2 separate regions of the Triticum aestivum genome follow, and region 2 is linked to region 1. A link is a contact called in public Hi-C data. All regions are on one chromosome and are shown on one strand. The core of a region is the stretch at or near the end of the contact, and the rest is flanking DNA. Distances in the headings are between cores, read along the strand shown. Region 1 has its middle 130 kb from the start of LOC123040080. Region 2 holds the start of LOC123040082.

Region 1 (5,599 bases), core at 2,060-4,559:
CGACGACGGCCACAGGCGCGGCGAGGTGGAGGGCGAGGTAGGCCGCCGCAGAGGCGCACAAAGGGCGCGGCGGCGGGGCCGAGACGCAATCGAGATTCGGAATGCAAGACAGATTGGCGTACACAAGCTCAGGCATGGCCGCCGGCGACGCTGCTGGGGGTCGGAGAAGTTCCGGGGAAAGGGGAACGAACGAGGGCAGAAGCCTTTGGCCGTTTTTGCAAAGGTGTTGGTGGGTACTCTTTAACTTTTGGCTCAAATTTGACAAGGGTAGCGATGAGAGCGACAACTGATGTGATGTGACCCTATCTTCTGCCTAGCTACTCGCCAAATGAAAAGGAAAATCTCCTCCTCTAAAGCAAATGTTTTAAAACGTTTTTTTTTTTGCAAGGGTAAAAAGGTTTGATTTCATCTATGAAAAACAGGTTTGATTTGTATACAAAGGCATTCTTGGCAAATTCTCAATAGGTTTGATTTAGTACGTATAACTTTGTGCTGAAGTTGGACTAAAACTGTGACAAGTAATATGAATAGGAGGAAATACTTTAATTTCTTACATACTCCCTCCATTCCTAAATATTTGTTTTTCAAGAGATTTCAACAAGTGACTACGTACAAAGCAAAATGAGTGAATCTACACTCTAAAATATGTCTATATACATCCGTATGTGGTAACCATTTAAAATATCTAAAAAGACAAATATTTAGAAACGGATGGACTGAGGGAGTATACAATATTCATGGTGAATTACCTTTTTCTTGAATATCACGGTGAATTACCTATCTTGTACTACGTACTGCAGATAAACTTCTTACCTCATCGCAAGATTTTTGCAGAGAGAGAGAGAGAGAGAGGAGTACTTTTGTATCAGTATATGAGCAAGGAGCATTCGATCAGGTACTAAATACAGTGGAACAGAGACTAGGAGAGCGAACGCGTCGATTTTCCTGATTTTTTCACTACTCGATCGACTACTTGTACGACGCCAGTCTAAGATCATCTCCAACAAGCGCACAAAAAACTACTCCACGCGCTAAAATTCGGGTTTTTGGACGCCGAACAGGTACAACAGAAGTTGTAAAATAGTGCACGCGCAAAAAGGATTGGGCACGCGCTAAGGGCATCCTCAACAGACGCGCCAAAAGACGCGCGTGCGGTAAACTGGGGTTTTAGCGCGCGCGGCAACTTTTCGCGCGCTCCAGCGGTGGCGGGAAATTACCGCGCGCGGGAAGCGACAGCGCACGCGGGAGATTGCGGCAGCTCGCGCGGTAGATTTGGCGCGCCGCTTCGGGCGCTTCTATAAAATGCGGCGCTCGCCACGCGCTCCACCACACTGCCACACGCCCTTCCCCTCGCCACCTCGCCGCTTCCACGCTTCTCGCCGCTTCCAGCACCCCGCCACCACCGCGCCACCATGCCGCCGCGCCGCCGGGGATCTTCGGGCTACCGCGGCGTCCGCGAGCGCCCCAACGGCTGGTACTCCGCCGAGATCCGGTCCGGCAACGTCCGGCTCGGCTCGTTTTGGACCACAAATGAGGCGGCCCGCGCGTACAACGCGGCGGCGTGGCGCCTAGAGAAGCCCCCATCGCAGATGAACTTCCGGGACGTCCACACGCGCGAACAGGCGCAGGCCGTCGCCCCTCCGCCTCGTCTGATCACGGACCAGGACCGTGCGAACCATGTTCGGCTGCAGCGCCGCCTACTCGTCGCCGAGGAGGACGAGCGAGCCATGGTGGAGTGACGCCGGCGCCACCCGGAGGACGTCGCCAACGAGCGCGCCTACTGGGCGGAGAGGACGGCAAGGCGCCGCGCGGAACGGGCGGATCGGCGTCGGTGGAAGGCATTGGCGATATCGCAGTGCGATATCGTTGAAGTAGGTGGGAGGTAGATCTTCACGTCAGACGATGAACGTTGGGAGGACATATGGATCGATACCTCGGACAACACCTCCGAGGATGAAGATGATGATGAGGACTCGTAGTAGTTCTAACTGCACCGTAGTTTTATCTAGTTGCACAGTAGTTTAATTTTATGTAGTTGCACCATAGTTCGGTTTTATCTATCTATGCTATGAACTTGTTTTTATCTATTTGTATCGTTTTAACTATGTGAAATATATTTGTATCTTTTTTATATCTATGTGAAATTTATTCTGTGTTCAAAATGCAATAAATATGGACTTGCACACGCTGCATTTTAGCGCGGCTGATGGGGCCAGCGCTGTGCGCCGCGCCAAACCTGACGATGGGCACGCGGCAAACTATTTTTTAGCGCGCCGCGCGTTTGCGCAGCTGTTGAAGATGCTTATCCGACGCCCCAAATTTAGAGCATCTCCAACATTGGTTTAGCGCCGCGCGTTGCCTATTGGCTCATGTCATCAGAGGCTACGGCGACGAGCCGTGCAATCTCAGGTCACCTACTTTATGGAGCGATCCTTTCCTTGGGTGCGAGAGGCCGCGATACCTCCGGCGACCAGGCTTCTTCCGCAACGACAGCGAAATCAACGAAATTTCGATCGGTTCAACGTAGTACGTAGTAGGAAAGATATAGAAAAAAAAGGAAAAGGTAGAGATGTCTACAGAAAGCCACCACCGCCAGTAATAACATGGATAACAGATTGACACCAACCAGTGACAATCGCTATCCGTGGTATCGTGGATAACTGTTGTCATAGCGACACACACGTTTAATTTGGATCAATTCAAGTTTATATTTAATGAATTCTCAGTTTTATGGGATGTTTTGGAATCGAGTTGTTTACATCGCTTCTTTACGAGTAGTATTCAAGATTAATTGCGTACCTCAAAATAAAATGCGATCACATGTAGATCGGGCTTGTTTAAAATTTCGATTGCTTTCACCCGGACTGCTGGATTGAAATACAAGGGTGCGGCACCACCGTTCTTTTTTACTTCTCTCGTTGGCCCTCAACCCGACCGGTCCAATCCTTGACATTTTATGAAGTGAAAACAACAAGTTTAGCTGGATGAAAGCGAACAAAAGAAACAGAGCACAAACAAGTAGACAAGGCTGTGAGGCCACCCATGGGCGCCACCATCAACGACCAGACAGCAAGATTTATCTCGTCCAAGTGGCCCAGGGGATAATATAGGATACACACATCGCCCGTGTTGAAATCCGAAGCGTGCTCCTCCCCGCTCCAGGTCATCAACTCATTTGACAGAACCCGACGCCTGCTGGCTGGCAAGCCGCTCGCCACTCCGGAAGGAAAGAGGCCTACCGTGCGTGGCCACTCGTCCGCCACTCCAGATCGCTGCATAAACTACTACTCGTATCGAGCGATGACTACGGAACCAATAGGCGAGGGAGTAGGCAAAGCCGCCGACCCGAACTGATGATGGGGACGCAACGTATATCTGACGGTGTGCGCGTGTGCCTCGTCTGTTGTACATGTGGCGGGTGCGTGTGGGTGAGAAAGAATCTTTCCCCATTCAGAATTTTCTTCGCTTCTTTGTTTTAGGCCAACTCCAACGCGCGAGCCCAAACGGACGTTTGGCGAGGCAATGTAGCCATGTTCATCTGGATTTGTGGATGCGCCGGTCGTACGTCCAACACGCGACCACATCTCGTCCGCTGTGCATGCAAAATAAGAAAAGAACAAATGGTGTAGCTAAATGGCCATAGTACACGCAAGTTCATGCAGCCAGCCTTCAAAATAGACAGCCATCGTGGTCGTGGTCATGCTCTTACCTAGTTCAAGCCGTCGCGAGCGAACATTTTCTTCTGCCGGTTCGCGAACCAAGCCCTCCTCTCCGGTGACATGTTGTTCTTGTCCACACTCATAAACGTGAGCGCCATCTCCTTGGTGTCGGTGTCAAAACCGACGGATCTCGGGTAGGGGGTCCCGAATTATGGACCTTGGATCGATGGGGAACATTGGACTCGGGACACGGTGTTTTTTTTTAGAACGAAGGCTCGCGATGAGCCCGGCTTTGAATTAACAAAGCCATCAACCGGCCAGGAGTTACAGCAAACAACCAAATTACATCGGTCAGAACGATACAATGGAAACACTGGACTGAAACGCTAACTACAGCCTCCACAAGCAGCTAATGCAAAGGAAATTAAGATTACAGCTAGCAAAGGCCGAGCACTCCCACACTAGGATCAAATGAGGAAAAACAGAGCAGCAAAGCAGGGCATATCCGACCTTCAAAAGATGGCCATGCTCCAGGAACACCTAGATAGGAAGGGGAACAACATCTTCCATCTCAACCACCGAAGAGGGACCCTACCCCCTCGCCATGTCTAGTAGGCGCCGCACCGTCGGGATTTCGAGGAGCTCACCCTAGAGCTCAAAGAATGCCGCCCTCACATCGGAAGGTGGACATAGTGCGGCCACTTCGATTTGGGATATCCCTAGCCGGCCGCTCCGCCACGGTCCATGCCCAGCTAGGTGGAAATACGCTTCGTGGAAACGAACGATGAAGAGGAGGCAGCTTCATCCCTCACCTGCAGCGCCTCCCGACCGCAACCCGCCTCCCTAACGGCGCCTCCAGCAAGTTCACGACGCGCAAGGCGCCGCCGCCGCCAAATCCGAGAGGATATAAGGTTTTCACCCGGGCAGGGTGGGTCGGGGTGGAAGCAGGGGACCTCGGCTGCGCCTCCATGGAGGAAAGCAGCGCCCTTGGGCGTTGCCGCCGCCGGACCGGCCGGACCGGCCAAGGTTTGCCCCGGTCCCCTAGCTGGCCACCAACTCGCACCGACGCCAGGGCCAGAGAGCAGATCACTAGCCACCGCCGACGGCGAGAGAGAGGTAGCCGGGAAGGGATTGCGAACCTCCAGATCTGACGCAGAAATTCGCGCCGCGGCCGGATCCACCAACCACCCGCCGCCCGTGCGGCCAGGCACGCTGGCCAGCTCCCCTGCGAACGCCGCCCACCGCTCGACGGCGCCGCCTCGCCGGTTGGGGCCGCCGCCCCAGGAACCGCAGGCCTCCGAGAGGGGATGGAGCGCCGAGATCCCCGCCGCCACCTTCACCGGCGCCCGCGCAGGCTTCCCGGCGGCCGTCTCCGGTAGCGGCGAGGGGATGAAGGGAGTGGAGGGGGCTGGCGGCGGCCGCGGAACCCTAGTCGCCCCCGAGTCGCCCAGGGGGGCGACGCGAGGGCCGAGGGGGAGGAGGGGATCCAAGGACACGGTGTTTACCCATCAACAAATTTTCTTTCATGTTTCGAGGGGGATAATCAGCAACCTGGCCCTCCTGCACTTATGATTGGAACACCTACGGCACGGCTGTTTGCTTGGTGATGCGCGGCGCCAAAGAGAGCTGTCTGTACTGATGTTAAAAAAACGTATCTTATTTCTAGTACCGGAAAGCGCGTACCGATAAACAAGTTGGTGGCCAGTCTAGAAAGAACAAGAGCTAGAAAGGAGATTTGACTAGCTAGCACCATAAAGCACACGCCTATAAAGAGAAGCAAACAATTCGGAGATATTACTTGTCAATGCTATATGCGGTGCTTTCGTTTGTGCAGTGAGCAACCTGATGGTGACAGGGAATTGGAGCTCTCCCATGTTGCTAAACTAGTGTCAAGTCACCGGCAGGCGATGCAAATTGTAGTATGATGCACCGAAATTGGA
Region 2 (5,599 bases), core at 923-3,422, 310 kb after region 1:
GCACCAAATTTCATGTAAAAATGTGAAGTTGGAAGCAATACATACCTTGCGGGTTTTTTGTCGAACACCTTGCGGGCGCCAAGCGGCAGTGGGCGGCCGGGCGCTGTTCGTCGGAGGACTGCTGCGCGCGACGGGCGGCGCTGACTAGAGGGAGACGGAGAAAGCCACGGCCGCGCAGGAAGAGGCTGGGGAAGCGCTGGAACGGTCGCCGGAAGAAATGGGGTAGCACGGGCGGCGGCGGCGGCGGCAGTGGCTGGATGGGTAGGTAGAGTTGCGAGCGAGCGCTCGAGAGTCCAGCGTGCGGGAGCGGACACAACAAATAAACGGCACGCCATGACGTTTTCGCCCGCACGCTGAATTAGATATGCCGCGCGCGGTTTTCGCGTGTCCGCTGGAGCGCCCGGAGCGATAGCGCGCACTAAAAACACTACTCCCTCCGTCTAGGTGAGTAAGTCATCTTAGCTTGTGCATCGTGACCAAGAAGGAGGGGAAAACGAGAAAACTTAATGTTTATTTGCTAATTAATAGCCTTGCATGCAATGAACTAACCACTGCATGTTGTGTTTGGTAGTCTCAAGTCATTAAAAATATGCACACCCCACATCTTTTATTGGCTGATATGTCAAAAAACAAAAAACAAGGTAGAAGTTAATGCACCGCGCCTAAGTGTTTTGGAATTATTTAGTTTTCGTAAGATGACTTACACACCTAAACGGAGGGAGTACTTTTTTAACGCGACGTTTATATAGTGCGGCTATTGAAAATGCTCTGAGGTTATTATCACCGGACAAACAATGGATAAGCATAGTAGTCCTCGAGATTGGCTTGGCGAGAAAGTGCCATGCTTGATGTCGTTAAGCAGGTACATACTGCTACTGCCTCCCAAATGAAACGTCAGATGTCAAACCGATTCTGAACGAGTATTGAATTATACTGCTAGTCAGAAAATAAAAAAGAATAGTAGAGTCCCGTCAAGAAAGAAGCGAAGAAAATTCCAAATGGGGCGAGATTCTCTTTCACCCACACGCACCCGCCACATACATACAGTACTTAGTAGTACTCTCACCTTCTAAAATTAGTATAAAGTTGAGTCACTTATTTCAGGATTAAAGGAATAACATATAATATTTTCTTCATTCCAAAATAGATGTCTCAAGCTTAGTACTCCCTCCGTTTTTAAATGTAAGTCCTTGTAGAGATTCCACTGGATGGACTACATACGAAGCAAAATGAATAAATCCACACTTAAAATACATCTATATACATCCGTATATAGTTCATAGTAGAGTCTCTACAAAGATTTACATTTAGGAACGGAAGGAGTATAACTTTATACTGAAATTAGTACAAAGTTGAGACACTTATTTTGAAACGGAGCGAGTAATAGCAGCACAAACAAAAGGCACATGCGCAAACCATCAGAGGTCTTGGCGTCTCGATCAGTTCGGTTCGGAAGCTTTGCTACTCCCTCGCCTATTGCTTGCTCAGTTTATGGAGCGACCTGGCCTGGCGGACGAGTGGCCACGAGATAGGCCTCTTTCCGGAGCGGCGAGCCGGCGAGCAAGCTTCTGGTTCTGACTTCTGACCGACGACCTGAAGCCTGGAGCGGAGCGGAGCACGCTTCGGATTCAGACACGAGCGATCATCATCCCCGCAACATAGCGCGAAAGATATATCCTACATTATCCGCTCAGCCAGTCGTACGAGAAAAATCTTGCTGCCTGGTCGTTAGTTTAGTGATCTAAACGCTCTTATATTAGTTTACGGAGGGAGTACTAATAAAAAAGTGCCCTCTCTGCCAGTACCACTAGTATATGTATATGATCTTGGAGTAGTATTACAAGCAAAAATCTTGCGATGAGGTAAAAAGTTTATCTGTAGTACTGTAAACAAATGGAGGACGTTTTTGCTGTAATGCCCTACATTTGATTACAAGGGGAGTACGTAATTCACTACGAATACTACTAGTAACAATTTGAAGTAGGCGATTCAAATGACCAGTGCAAACATTCCATACTATTGAGAATTTGCTGAGGAGGCGTTTCTATACCAATCAAACCTTTGTAGACCTCGGTTTTGCAGGAGGAGATTTTCATTCAGCTGTCGCTACCGTCGTCAAATTCCAGCCAAAAATTAAGAGCACCCACCCACTTCCCCCTTTGCAAAAACAGCCAAAGCAGTCGCAACTCGCAACCCGCCCACTTCCCCCTTCCCCCGGAACTTCTCCGACCCCCAGCAGAGCCAGCGGCGGCCATGCCTGAACTTGTGTACGCCAATCTGTCTTGCATTCCGAATCTCGATTGCGCCTCCGCCCCGCCGCCGCGCCCTTTCTGCGCCTCCGCGGCGGCCTACCTTGCCCTCCACCTCGCCGCGCCTGTGGCCGTCGTCGTCGTCTGGTGGCTCTGGAGGAACCTCCTGCTTCTGCCTATGCCTCTGGAGGGGTTCGCGGGTGGTGGAGACGGCCGCCGCCTGCCGGAGCAGCAGCCGCCCCGCACCCACACCTTGGTGGACGCGAACGGTGTCGCAGTCGCCGCCGCAGCCGCCCGCGGCTTCTTCGAAGAGGAAGAGACCACCCGTCCAATCCTCCTCCGTCGCAGGGCGCCCCACGCCGGCGCCGACGGGTACTTCCGATACCCGCAAATCCGCTACCTCGAAGCAGTTCCTCAAGCCCGCCTCATCGACCCCGAATCCATGGAGGAGATGACGCGGGGGCGGCGCCACGCCGTCGGCATGCTCAGGCAAGCCGCGATCCACTACGACGACCCCATCCGCAGGTGTTGCAGCACTCTACCAATTTCTCACCCATCTCTTTCTTTCTTTCTTTCTTTCTTGTTTCAGTCTGTACGATTTTTTTCCACGGAAATTTCATTCTGTACGATGTCTCTGTTAGAACACTCTGTCTGTCCCTGTTGCTCTGTCAAGTTCAGTTAGGAAACATTTTCGATTCTCTTCAAATTTTCATTGCGAGGGATAACAGTAATGTTGCTGATGCGTTGCTGTCTTCATTCACTGCTCTCTGAAGCGTTCAGCATATTAAATTTTCCAATGGAATTCAACGAACAGTGGGTTTCCATTTTAAGGTAGTACCAGTATACAGGTGTTTATCCTGGCTAAAGATGCAGACAGCCAGTGGTTTAGCACAGATTTATAGCCACAAGTTGTTCCCAAGGTTCAGTTAACCGCTGGATTACACAAGTTCAATAAGCCATACTCATACAAGTTTGAAACACAAAGCTCAAGCTGAACTTATCCTTTGCAGCAGTGCGTTTCTGCTCTTCATTTTCTACACACACGCACTGTATGTTTGGCTGTAAACTGTTGTTCCGTTTATGAAATGGACAATGAGTTGCCTGATTCGAGGTTTTTTACTTGATTAACGTTAAACCGTTGAACCCAATGGCCAATGTTGTAGTCTGTAGTTCAAAATGTTGCATTCAGATGTTATATGGGTTTCATGCTGAATGCTTTGTTAGTCCATATCATGCCATGTAATGGTCAATGTTGCAGTAAATCTGAGTACTAGCAAATGATGATAAAAAAAGCACTCGGAACCCCCATCTAGGCACTCCTTATTTTCGTACCAGCAACCCTTCTGCTTCTATGTTGGCATAGCTCCCTGGAGCACTCTTTAATTTTCAACTCCAGAGAGGATGTACCCATGCCCCTGTCTATTATCGGATACTTTTATTTAACGACTATTTTCTCTGAAATGGGCAACATTTTCTCACTGCCTGGCACGGCTCTAGTAGGAGCAGTTTGGTATTTTCTTTTCTAGAATACAGTTTGGTATTTTCTGTGTAGGCACTAGATTTTACTAGAATGTACTACTCCCTCCATTCCTAAATATAAGTCTTTGTAGAGATTCCATTATGGACTACATATGGAGCAGAATGAGTAAATCTACACTCTAAAATGCATCTACATACATCCGTATGTGCTCCATAGCGAAATCTCTACAAAGACTTATATTTAGGAATGAGGGAGTACGTGAATATGGTATTTTCCTCGGGATATTTTTTAAATGTGCAACAATTCTTGCCTCCAAGGGAATCACCGGAGCACTATCTGTGCAATGTGCTTCGATATGGTAGTTTCTCCAGACTTTTCTGCAATGTGCAATGTTTTAAAGTCTCTCTGTCTGTACGGCTGGACTATCAAGTCCTCCTCAGCACACACTTTCTCTGTTAGACCCAGTTACAGAACATTTCTAATACCACTTCCAAGTTTTGGATTCTTGTTTTTTTCCATAAAAAGAGAAACACATACACCACTTCCATGTTTCATGCTCGGCATACGCCTGCCATGTAGAGCATATTATGCCCTGATTTCCTGCCAATTGCTACACCACTTTTACATCTTAAATCTTGCAGTAATGGCATTTCTTGCACAATATATAATCCGCGCGGATACTATTGCGGGCACCTAAATTAGCGCACATATCTGGTTCATATAATCTTATAAAATACCAGACATCTGCAAGGAAGGAGAACTGTATGCTGGCAATATGGAATTTCTCCTCACATTTAAAACGATCGAGTTAATTGACTTGTTTCAGTAATTGACCAAGTAACTTCTGGCTGAGTGACTACAACAAATTATACTCTTACCATTATGTTTAAAATCATGGGGATGGGGTTGCCTTTGTTTCAGTTATTTTTCCAGTAGTTTCTACCACAGTGAATGCTTCTGTTGGAACACATCTGCTATTATGTTTGGTGAGAGAGAGAGAGAGAGAGCCTATGATTTTTTACAATTTCTGCGGGGCTTTCTGAAAGTTTGTACGCACTTTGCAGTAGATTCTGATGTTTTTGCAGTAGATTCTGATGTTTGAATCTTTTCCATGAAACAGATTGTCCAATGTCGAAGGAAACCCATCAGTTTTTCAGGGAGATCCTTGTGTGTTGGCCACAGAATCAACTGATATTGTTATCAAGCTAAAAATTGCTACTGCACTTGTCTGTTTAATATGGCGAGAACTGAATGGGAACAGTCAGCAATTATGTCAAGAAGTAAAAGAAGAGTGCTTTTCATTGGTTGCTGGGCAATCTGTGGAGAAGCTCCTTGAGCTAGCACGTTCATTCAGCGAGGCAAGCTGGTGTGCTTGCCATGTTAAGGAAGTGCTGACTATCGTTGACGCAATCGTTGATGTCCTGTACAATTTACAGGGCTTACCTTTGAACAGATCTGGTGAGATTGCTGTTATGGCGAGTAAGATGGTGGCTACTTTAAGTGGAGTACTTGATCAAGCTGCAAGTGGCATCGATAACAGTGAAGAATCTACCATTCATCCAGCAACTGTTGTTTTCAATCAAGTCCTGGAGTTTTTCGACAGCAACACAGATATGGTGCAGTTAATACTCGCCACTGGAGATTGCACCGTTGATCCTTACTCTCACGTGTTTGACTGCTGGGTATCGAAGCTGGAGGAAGATGCAAAAAAGATGTGCCAAGCTGAAAAGGACCGAGAATACATAATCCTCTTGAATAATGCATGTGATGTTTGGCAGATGATGCGCCGTCCAGGAGCACCGTTTTGGAATGTAGAACTGGTGAGCAGGCTCATTTGTATGATCCAGAGATACAGAAGGGGCTACTTTGA

The links. Hi-C and Micro-C count contacts between places; a contact is called where the count stands out from the background.
Region 2: a contact with region 1 is called in a Hi-C map of leaf, with 6 times the contacts expected there. The contact joins the promoter of LOC123040082 here to the enhancer-like site in region 1. A contact is called at or near these places in 2 of 5 Hi-C or Micro-C datasets (both in leaf).

Annotation. Positions count from the first base shown.
Region 1 is chr2B:24,058,927-24,064,525 of IWGSC CS RefSeq v2.1, forward strand. No RefSeq gene overlaps it. Among protein-coding and RNA genes, the nearest start is that of LOC123040080, 130 kb to the right of the region's middle. Within about 2 kb of position 3,310, at least 4 of the 8 cell types and tissues checked have an H3K27ac peak or open chromatin away from gene starts, as enhancers often do. A contact at or near this core is called in leaf, where this site is marked.
Region 2 is chr2B:24,372,816-24,378,414 of IWGSC CS RefSeq v2.1, forward strand. LOC123040082 reads left to right here and starts at 2,173. Exons shown (of 2, transcript XM_044463022.1): 1 at 2,173-2,774; 2 at 4,850-5,599. The coding sequence starts at 2,254.